4 separate regions of the Sus scrofa genome follow, and all the other regions are linked to region 3. Evidence: chromatin contacts called from public Hi-C data. All regions are on one chromosome and are shown on one strand. The core of a region is the stretch at or near the end of the contact, and the rest is flanking DNA. Distances in the headings are between cores, read along the strand shown.

Region 1 (2,700 bases), core at 25-2,524, 170 kb after region 3:
ATCTTCTGGAAAACAGACCTACGAGGACCTTTCCTCACACCATAGACTAGACATCCAGTCCAAAGTCTGTCACTGTACCTTAAGATGAGCTGGATTTCCTTCTGGCTGTGTGGCCCCAGCTACCACTCTTCCAAAAACGATTTGGCCCCACTCAAGTTCAATGCAGAACTTTTTCCTCCTTCTTAAGGGGCACTTCTTCTGGATTCTGGACAGCATCCATTCATGTTACAAACCACACCTACTTTGTAGGCATGTGTCTCTCATTTATTCTTTAGAGCAATCACATCATGCAGAGAATGACAGTCCCATTTCATAGATAGGAACATAGAGGGATTTGATCCCTTGGCAAAGGTGAGGGGTATTCCATGGAGTACCCACCGTGGTGCAATGGGATCGGCAGCATCTCTGTAGTGCTGGGGATGCAGGTTTGATTCCCAGCCCTGTGCAGTGGGTTAAGGATCTGGCATTGCCACAGCTGTGACAATTCCATATGCCATGGGCTGGCCGAAAGAGAACCAAAAAAAGGCCAGGGTACTCCTGTGATGTTAACTTCAATCTCCCTGCCTCCACTTTTCCCTGCTCTAACCCAGCTCTACAAATTGTCCTGATGCACGGCTATCCTTGAAGACAAATATGATTTCTACCAAGCTTTGGATAAACTTACTTCTTTTCATGATCTATTAATTTTCTCTGCCTCGATTTTCCCATCTATTGAAAAAACAAAAAGTAATAAGGCTGAGTTACCCATGTTTGGTTTGTTGAAGTAGTCTAAATTCTTCTGAATCAGGATGAATGCAAATTGCCTTGTTGTTTCACTAATTAATAGTATCTGCTTGGAAATGCAACTATTAGTGCACAATAAATGATAAGGCTGATAATTACGGAAGACAGTAATTGCTTATTTTTATTTTGCCCTTAACTTTCCTCCCACTTTATCTTCCTGAGTTATAGCTACCTCTGTAGGGGTTAACAAAACATATTAGAAAATCTAAACAATACGTTCCTTTCCCAAGGGTTTGGAAATTGATGAATCACCTTACTCTGCTTGCAGCGTTCAAACTGTGTGTTTGACACATGGCCGGAAAAGTGGGCCCTTTGAAATTCGAGCTGAGTACAGATCATGTCACCTGCCTGGCGCGTGACCTGTTCCTCTCACCACCTGACCCCCTGTGCCCAACGTCACCTGGTGCCTGAAATCTGGAAGCGGAAAGTCCTTGACTGGAGTCAGCGGAGAGAAAATTGTCACCTGCTTGGGCACAAACATGCCTGGTGACTGCGTCACTGTTTGTTAAATGGGATCAGCTAATAGTTGCACAGCGGACCTTCAAAGCCTACAATGGGGCTGATGAAGTTTCTGTAAATTCACTCTCTGTGTGACGGCCTTGGACTTTGAATCTCAAGTACACTGGGAGCATTTTGAGCTTGCCGACAGGCATGCACTCTGTTTGGTTCAACTGCAATGGAAGAGAACTGCCTTCATTTCTACCACCCCTCACCTGGACCCAGCCGCACTCTTGCCTCAAGGCTTTTGCAGTGCTGTTCCCCTTGCCTAGACACGCTTCCCCCCATGCCAACGTGACTTGCTCCAATGTTTCACTTAGCTACCGCCTCACTAATCATCTCCTTAGAGACCTTCCAATCGCTCTCTTTCTCCTTCCCCCGCCTTATGTTTCTCCAAAGCACCTGATTCCAATCTACATATTTATTTGACTGGTAGTCTCCTGGTCATCCGAGGCAGAAGCCCCATGTCTGTGTGCCCTGCTCTGCCCCCAGTGCCTGCAGCAGGACCTGATTCTGAATAAACCCTCAATAAATATTTTTTGAATAAAGGAATGAGTGAAGGAACTATTTCCCCCAATTTCACAAATGGAAAAACTGAAAAATAGAGAGAGGGAATAAACTAGACAAGTTCGATAGCCACTTAGGGGTAGAGCGAGATTTAACACTTTGATTTCCGAGTTCACAATCCCGTTATGTTTTCCTTCCCTTTAACTCTGTCCTCCAATATTCGGCAGCTAAGACGTCCCTGACTCACCATTTGCTTACCAGCCTTTAACCATTTCATGTCTGTGGATAGAACTAGAATTTTATGAGAGATAAATGCTTATGAACTCAGTTCTTATTGAATTGATCTGTTTCACAACTCTTTCAAAGGCAAAGTTAATGGGACGTTGATTAAGCTTCCTATTACATTTTGAAAACATTTTATTTGTTATGTTTTTCTTTTTATGGCCTCACCTGTGGCACATGGAAGTTTCTAGGTGAGAGGTCGAATCAGAGCTGCAGCTGCCAGCCTATGCCATGGCCACACCTAATCCAAGCCGCATTGTCACAGCTTGAGGCAATGCCTGATCCTGAACCCACTGAGCAAGGCCAGGGATCGAACCTACGTCCTCAAGGACACAATGTTGGATCCTTAACCCACTAAGCCTCACTGTTGACTCCTAAAAACATTTTAAAATATAAGTGATTATAAGCATTTATCATATAAGTGAAGATATGCATAAATTATTAAGTAAAAATAAATACTTTATTCCCATACCTAAGTAATCTTTTAAGTATATTAGCATGAATAGTTAATAATTAAAATCATGCTGTATGTAAAGTTTTCTGATGTTTTTATATGTTCCATTTTAGACATGTTCTGATGTCACACAATTTAACCTTGGCTTGGAGACTACATCTATTCCAATATCTGAG
Region 2 (2,700 bases), core at 53-2,552, 230 kb after region 3:
AATCAATGCCCATGCTGTATCACTTGAATTTCAGCCCTGATCTTGGCCAGTCTTCAACCCAGGAATAGCCTTCATGAATTAGCCTAGCTCAACTTGGCTATGAAGTCGGAGCATCGATTTGTAATTTGTTCTTTTGCTATTTTTGGGGCCACTCCTGTGGCATATGGAGGTTCCCAGGCTAGGGGTTAATCGGAGCTGTAGCCACCGGCCTATGCCAGAGCCACAGCAACACGGGATCCGAGCCGCGTCTGCAACCTACACCACAGCTCACGGCAATGCCAGATCGTTAACCCACTGAGCAGGGGCAGGGATTGAACCCCCAACCTCATGGTTCCTAGTCGGATTTGTTAACCACTGCGCCACGATGGGAACTCCTGATTTGTAATTTGATAAAAGATTCTGCTTTCTTTCCCTCCAAAAACCCAAGTGTGGACTGGCAGAGGCTTCTGACATAGCAGGTAGGATGGGTGGGGCAATTTAAGATGGGCACAGAGGAAATAATGGAAATAATGTATTAGTCAAAAGAAGTTCAGAACTTCTCTGAATTGAGATCATATAGTGAGACCTCAGTAAAGGGGGTTTCCCACTTCTACCCCAACAATCCTGGGAAATTCTCCAAAGCTGCCCAGTCACTTCATATCTGCTTCATGAATGAGGGCTATGAACTTGGGAACCACTCATCCTTCATAAGCAGTTCAGTGAAGAAGAAAAGTAAAGTTGCCTTCTACCAATAAAGACTGCATAGTAGATACCAAGGGAGGAGCTTTACACATATGACCATACTTAATTTTCATAACAAAGCTGTTTGAATATATGATTGTCCTCATGTTATAAACTTGAGTGTGGAGTAGTTAATTGCTATAGTAAAGATTATGAAAGTGGAAAGTGGCAGAGAGAGGTTTCTAACCTAGATCTTTCTAATAGCCCAGCACATGCTGCTTACTTGAGTATTCAACACTGACGCTCCTTTAATATATTTTGATAAATGAAAAACCTTGAAAATGAAATTGTATCTCTCTTGCCAGGATCATAGATCTAATTTGAGTCAGTAAATATGGTGGGCTTCAGTAAATATCTGTCCAGTTGTTTCTTTCAAGTACTTTAGGAACAGGAGAAAGAAATCCAAAGTGAATAGGACTATCTATTCAAGCTGCTGAAACGTCAGCACAAAAGAATGGGGCTAATTTGTAAGCTAACATATCAGAACTTACCAATATCAATGGGAGCCAAGTCCTCACCAAACTGGTTCCCTTGGAAAGATGCCCACTCGTCCTGGCAGTGCCAAGTAGCAACAGAAAATAAGTGTGGACTTTGAAATCAAAGGGCCTATGTGGAACTCCAGCTCCACCACTTTCCACCTGCTCAAGCTTGGGCAAACCTTTTTCTCTTAGAATCTGAGTCTAGAGAAAGATATGCTTGCCATACACACAGATGTACTCTGCGTCCCTTCCTCTCATACTCGTTCTCTCTTTTCCGTCTGCCCTTCCTTTATTCTTCTTTCATTCATGAGTACTAAAAGCTCTTCCTGCTGCATCTCCCGTGGTATGTTTTACCATGACAACATCGATTGCTTCCACATGATGGTGATTCTCGCTTCTATGCGTCTCTGGCTTCCTCTGGCTGGAATGGCTTTCATTTCTCCTTGTCTTCAGGAGATTTTACTTATCCCTCAAGATCTAACAGAAGTATCACTTCTTAATTACCATTGTGTCTATGACCCTCTCTCCTCTTCTCCAAATAGAACTGGTTTCTCCTCTCTGGTCAGAGAGGCTAGCTTCAAGCAACGCTGTGCCTACATTTAATTTTCACATCTGATCTTGTCTGGCTCATCAATGGAGCAGAGCTTTTGTGAGACATTTTCTAAGAAGAGTTGAAGCACTTCACAGAAGATCATTCACCCTAGTTTTAAAAAAAGGAAAAATTTTATTTTAATATTTGGAAACAAGGAAAACAAATGTGGTGTCTCCAGTGGGATAGATCTCACCCCATTCCCACATCCCTATCACACCTATTCTTTAGATTTAGGCTTAAACTTAATCGAAGATTTCACCTTCTTTGCAAAGTTATATTGACTAGTCGTGCCTGCCTAGAATAATGGGTTAAGAGGAATTTTGCGTCTGTAGCCAGGCTCAGTGAACAGTAGTCTCATAATTGATTAATGATGTCTGCCAGGATCTTGGAAAATGTGAGTGGCCACACATATGCACATTTACCATCGCTGAACTAGACAATTTCTAAGCCCATATCTAGTGCTGAAAGTTTATGAATAAATTTAATCAAATCTGACCTCTATTTAATGCTTCACAAGTTATTCCGAGACCTACATTATGAAGATCTGTGTCAATGAAGTATTGATTAATGGAGACTTCAGTGTGATGGACTGTTGCATAAACTAGCTTTGTCTGTTCTTGTTCTTAGGCGGCATCCACATTTAGCACTTCACAGAACAGGTTTATTAACTAAGTTATCCAATGTCATTATTTTTTACTCTGCACAAAGAAGTCCTATCTGCTTCATTTTGGTTTAATTTGAGAGACAATAGGTCCTGTTCAGTATGCAGACTCCTAAAGATACACTGATGCCTTTATTAAGTGTGTCCCCGGAATTTCCAGTAACATAGACATAGAAACAAATGAATGAAGTACAGGGTGAGGTGTACAATCACAGAAGTTTCCGCCACTGATTCTGAAGCTTTTCCAC
Region 3 (2,700 bases), core at 53-2,552:
CATGTGGAGAGATTGTTAAAACCCAGTTTACTGGGTCCCACCTACCAGAGATGCTAATTGGGTAGGTCTCAGGGGGAGGGCCTGAGGCTTCGCATTTGCACGTAATACTGATGCTGCTGGTTGAGTAGCAGCTGTTCCAAAGCCAGGCTTTCTGCTTTCCTTGGTAAGTTCTGATGAAGTAGTAGATATTCTCGGGTGGTGATAGAAGTGTTTCTGGTACAACATCTCTGCGGAGCAATTGGCAATTCCAATTAAAATCCAAAAAGTAGACTTTGACCAAGAGTTCCGCTTCTGGGAACTTTATGTTAGAGAAGTAATTATGAAGATGATCAAACTATTTAAGGACTATGTGCCTGGCATTGTAGGAGTCCAATAAATCTTTGTGGAATGTGTTGCTGAATGGAAGATAGTTCATTGCTAAAGTGTTTATAACAGGGAAAACTGCAAGCAAGCAAAATATACAGATGTCAAAAGGGATTGATAGATAATATTAATACATACCATTTCAGTTGGAAACCAGGCAACTTCAAAATATTAGAAAGGATGATGGCAAAATAGCAATATGTGAAAACATTGGTATCACCTCATCTTGTTGGATATTTTCCTCTATTTATTTATTTATTTGTCTTTTGTTTTTTTAGGGCCACACCTGTGGCATATGGAGGTTCCCAGGCTAGGGGTCAAATTGAAGCTGTAGCTGCCGGTCTACACCACAGCCACAGCAAGGAGGGATCTGAGCCATGTCTGTGATCTACACCACAGCTCATGGCAACGCTGGATCCTTAACCCACGGAGCAAGGCCAGGGATCGAACCTGCCTCCTCATGGATCCTAGTCAGGTTCGTTAACCACTGAGCCAGGACGGGAACACCATTGTTATATATTTTCAAGGGCATTAATAATGTGATATCAGTCAATTCTTTTTGTTTGTAATGACTGGTGTTTTTTGATTGTGATTTTGTTTGTTGGTGTGTCTGTGAGAAGCATCTGTTACCTGTGTCATTAAACAAAACCTCAAATAAAATCAGCATAAAATGTTAACTCTTTAACCTGGGGCTCCCTGGTGTGATTCAGGACCTTTTCCTGGATCTACCACCGTGGAGGAAGCAGGAGATTTTTGGTGTGGAGGGAGGAGTGTTCTTCGCCTTTGAAGAGACTGTTGCAATCCCAGTTAATGGAAACCAGATGCGTTTGAACCTCGGCTTTCCGGCTGGGTTACTCTTTATCTTGGAGCCCTCCTTTAACTCTGGCATGAGCTGTCCTTCCCCGTGGGGCTGATGTGCAAGGCTGGTTTTTAGTGGAGGTGAGCGCCTCGTGGACGTAAACATTAACCGGATTGGGCATCGTTTCCAAGTCAGCTCGGGCAAATTGTGTACAACTCCTTTGAAACTTTTAAATTAGTTGGTCAATATTAACCAGCAAGGATTGTTTGATCAACATGTCAAGGCAGGTTATTGATTACTCTTTGGTGATTTCAAAAATAGCAAGAACACTGGTATCTGCTTTTTCCATGAAATGAAATGGTGCCACTGATAATGTCTACAGTAGACGTGACGTTATGTGCATGTGACTTTATTTATCCAGACAGTTAAAATGAACAATGTTCCCTCTGGCTGATTGAATAGCAGGTTAAAACCTCTTTACTTTGCAGGAATTTTCCTGGAGTAGAGTAGGTAATTGATTTTATAGTCACTAAAATGGGATTAAAAAATGAACTTGTTAAGGAAAAAATGGGGAGAGAGGCAACTGGGTCAGTTGAAAATTGAGTATCTAGAGATGAGCCTGTAGAAGCTGATAGTAACTTAGGTCATGACGGATCAACTGCTACAGGGATTTGCCTTAGTTTCTAAATTTGTGTGATGTGTGGATTTCAAAGTGAGACTTTCCAGTTTGGGTTATTTTTATAAGTTGTGTAACTTGCGGAAAAAATGCCTCAATATTTTTGGACCACAGTTACCTAATTGCATAAAAAAAATGCATCACTTCGCGTAATATAGATCCATGGTCAGTAAATGTTTGTTTATGCTAATGATGTTGACAGTAATACAAAATCTGGGCCAACCTTTTACCTATCACAAGGATTCAATCCTATTGACTATATAAACCAGAGAAATGAAACTGAATTTATTCATATTATTTTCATTATGAGTAATAAAATAACAATTAATTGGAAAATTGTTAAGAAAAACAAAACTTCAATTTCACCAACAGATTTAAAAATTTTTTTTTATTAAAAAATGTTTTTTTAGGGCTGAACTTGTGGCATACAGAAGTTCCCTGGCTAGGAGTCAAGTTGGAACTACAGCTGCCAGCCACAGCCACAGCCACAGCCACAGGATCTGAGCTGCATCTGTGACCTATGCTACAGTTTGTGGCAACTCCAGATCCTTAGCCCACTCAGTGAGGCCAGGGATCATACCCACATCCTCATGGATCCTAGTCAGATTCCTAACCCACTGAGCTACAATGGAAACTCCCAGATACTTTTATAATGAAACTTTGTCCCAGTAAAAGATAAAAAATTTTTAGTGACTTCCAATTCTAGGTTGAAGAGTAGATGAGAAGGCTTTTCATTTCCCTTCAACTCTGAGTCCCTTGATTCCAAGAAACTAGAAAAATCAACATGGAGATATGCTCTTTTCTAAGTACATTTGAGGTTCAACTCTTAAAAGGTAATGAAATATTATTAACTTTAAACTTT
Region 4 (2,700 bases), core at 62-2,561, 150 kb before region 3:
AGTTAGGTAATTTTATTTTCTAGAACCTGCGTATCCCTGACTCTTACACACAGCAGGATGCACGCAACGCCATTCTTCTCTGTAGCTGATGGCACATGGCTTGTGAGGCCTTCCTTTTTTTTTTTTTTTTTTTTTTGTCTTTTTGCCTTTTCTAGGGCTGCTCCCGTGGCATGTGGAGGTTCCCAGGCTAGGGGTCTAATCGGAGCTACAGCTGCCGGCCTACCCAGAGCCACAACAATGAGGGATCCGAGCCGCGTCTGTGACCTACACCACAGCTCACGGCAACGCCAGACCCGTAACCTATTGAGCAAGGCCGGGGATCGAACCTGCAACCTCATGGTTTCTAGTCAGATTTGTTAACCACTGTGCCACGAAGGGAACTCCAGAGGCCTTCCTTTTTTCTGGATGGGTTTTAGAAGTGGACAGGAGGAGGATGTGGTCTGTACACAGTTACTCAGAAGGCTCTGCCAACTATGAGTTCTTTGCTGGCTGGAGCACTCGGCTCTGAAACATGCTGCAAGATCGAAATGGGCTTTTGGGGCTGAGTTATGCTCTCAGTTACACTCGTGTGACAAAGATTGCTATCTTGACTCTTCAAGCCAAGGAGGGAGGGGTCTATGTGGGCAGGGGGCAGAACGGGGAATTAGATGTCCTTAGACGTGGCTCTTAGAGTTCTTCAGAAATAAGAGGTTATAGCCGGGTTTTGCTGGGGGGTCAAGGTGGGCGGAATGAGCTCATAAGCCAAGTACAAACCCAGACAAGGAGGAAGTGAATTCACATTCTTGCTTTCTACTAAGGCAAGAAAAACAAAACAAAACAAAACCCACCGACCTGTTCCCAAGAGCTCATTTTCCATCTCTGCTGGGCTCATCAGAGTGCAGCGCGAGTCTGCACAGAGGCCTTGGTGGGAGAGGGCTGGTGAAAGCTCACCTTTGGAGCCCCTGCCTTTTTTATATGAAACATGCCCCGGACTCTCCTGAGGGCCCCGCTTATGGTGGATGCAGCCTGCTGGGCCACAGAGGGAAACTGCAGGGGGTGTCCAAGTTCACATGGCCCACATTCCAGGGGAATGTTTTTGACATTGAGCAATAGAAGGGCTCTGCCAGGTTTGGGTCTGTCCGATTGGAATGCAACCGAAAAGGAAAGTCCCGGAGTGATTCAGATTCTCACCTCCCCACAACCTCTTCTTGTTTTTTTTTAATTCCTTTTAATTCTCTGATGACGAACTCAGCCCAGCACGCCTACTGACCCCATAGCCCTTGTTGGTGCTGATAAAAGTGCAACTGCCTGGGAGATAGGAATGTAAATCAGAATATTTTGTTGAGTCATGTGTACTCTGCGGCTCTTTCCCAAACATTGCATCAGACCCGTAATTGGCAGCTCCCAGGACTCTGCTGGGTGACATTGAATGTCCAGGAAAAGCTCAGTCCGTTTCTCGACAAAATGTACTCTCACTCACTCCATCTGCCTGGTGGTAATATCCTGTTCTTAAGAAAGCCGAACCCCTGGACGGAGCAGAGGCACAAACCGGTTTTGTAGATAAGTTTGAAAAATAAGACAATTGGCCTTTCCCACCCACTCGGGTCTCTTAGCAACAAGACAGCTGATGGTATCCACCCGGGGGGAATAAAGGCACAGAACATGTGGGGGAGCCTGTCTGAATTCCTGCCCGCCGTCTGATTTATTGAAATCTTCCTGCATTCTTGGGTGTGGAGACCCAGGAGCCACGTCATAAGAGCTTTCCCCTGACCTTCTCATGACCCCCGCAAATGAGCAGATAGAGGAAAAATCTCAGCATGGAATGGACATTTTTCCTCTGTGAGAATCTGCTTTATCTGAGGGGGCCATTTCCTTTGATCTGGGGAGTCACCATTTGAAAACTTGAATGTGTTTCTAGAGGGAGGCAGGCTGGGATGGGACTCTGGAGAGAGCATCAGACTTGGGATGGGGGGGGATGTCTGATGTCCCCGGTGCTCTCTCCCTGTGGGACCCCAGGCAGGAAACCCCTGTGCTCTCCCCTCCACCCAGCACTGGCGTTCTCAACTGCAAAGTAAGGATGCTGCATTGGATGCCTTTCAGCACTGAATCGGCGATGAGTGTCTCTGTGTGTGTGAGTGTGTGCATTTATATCAACTTTCTATTCTAACATGTGAGAATTACTGAGTGGTAGAGCAAGGCCGTGAGGCCAGATCTGGCAAAGTCGGAAGCCTGTATCCATAACCACTGTGCTCTCCTCGGGCTGTGCCCACAGAGGAGCCACAGCATGGGTATCTTATGTTGTATCTGGGGATTTTTTTTTATCGATATCTATGAGTCCATGGGAGTTGAGTAGACCTGGGATGTTGCAGAGGATTTAGGCTTTAAGTCAGAGGGATCTGGGTTCATATTCTTGGTCTGCCTCTTAATATTCATATGGCCTTGGGATGCTCAACTATGACATGGGAATAACAAATCCTATGTGTTGGAGTTCCCGTCGTGGCTCAATGGTTAATGAATCCAACTAGGAACCATGAGGTTGCGGGTTTGACCCTTGGCCTCAATCAGTGGGTTAAGGATCTGGCATTGCCGTGAGCTGTGGTGTAGGTGGCAGACATGGATCAGATCCTGTGCTGCTGTGGCTGTGGCGTAGGCCGGTGGCAATAGCTCTGATTAGACCCCTAGCCTGAGAACCTCTATATGCCATGGGTGAGGCCCTAAAAA

The links. A called contact is a pair of places that touch in the nucleus more often than the background predicts.
Region 1: a contact with region 3 is called in a Hi-C map of liver, with 3 times the contacts expected there. A contact is called at or near these places in 5 of 47 Hi-C or Micro-C datasets (fetal liver, liver and skeletal muscle).
Region 2: a Hi-C map of liver shows a contact between it and region 3, with 8 times the contacts expected there. A contact is called at or near these places in 1 of 5 promoter capture datasets (liver) and 6 of 47 Hi-C or Micro-C datasets (fetal liver and liver).
Region 4: a contact with region 3 is called in a Hi-C map of liver, with 7 times the contacts expected there. A contact is called at or near these places in 6 of 47 Hi-C or Micro-C datasets (embryonic fibroblasts, fibroblasts and liver).

What each region holds. Positions count from the first base shown.
Region 1 is chr4:11,777,770-11,780,469 of Sscrofa11.1, reverse strand. No RefSeq gene overlaps it. Among named protein-coding and RNA genes, the nearest start is that of MYC, 680 kb to the left of the region's middle.
Region 2 is chr4:11,722,328-11,725,027 of Sscrofa11.1, reverse strand. No RefSeq gene overlaps it. Among named protein-coding and RNA genes, the nearest start is that of MYC, 740 kb to the left of the region's middle.
Region 3 is chr4:11,947,718-11,950,417 of Sscrofa11.1, reverse strand. All of the region lies in intron 2 of LOC110260223 (a long non-coding RNA gene), which reads left to right. Among named protein-coding and RNA genes, the nearest start is that of MYC, 510 kb to the left of the region's middle.
Region 4 is chr4:12,098,737-12,101,436 of Sscrofa11.1, reverse strand. No RefSeq gene overlaps it. Among named protein-coding and RNA genes, the nearest start is that of MYC, 360 kb to the left of the region's middle.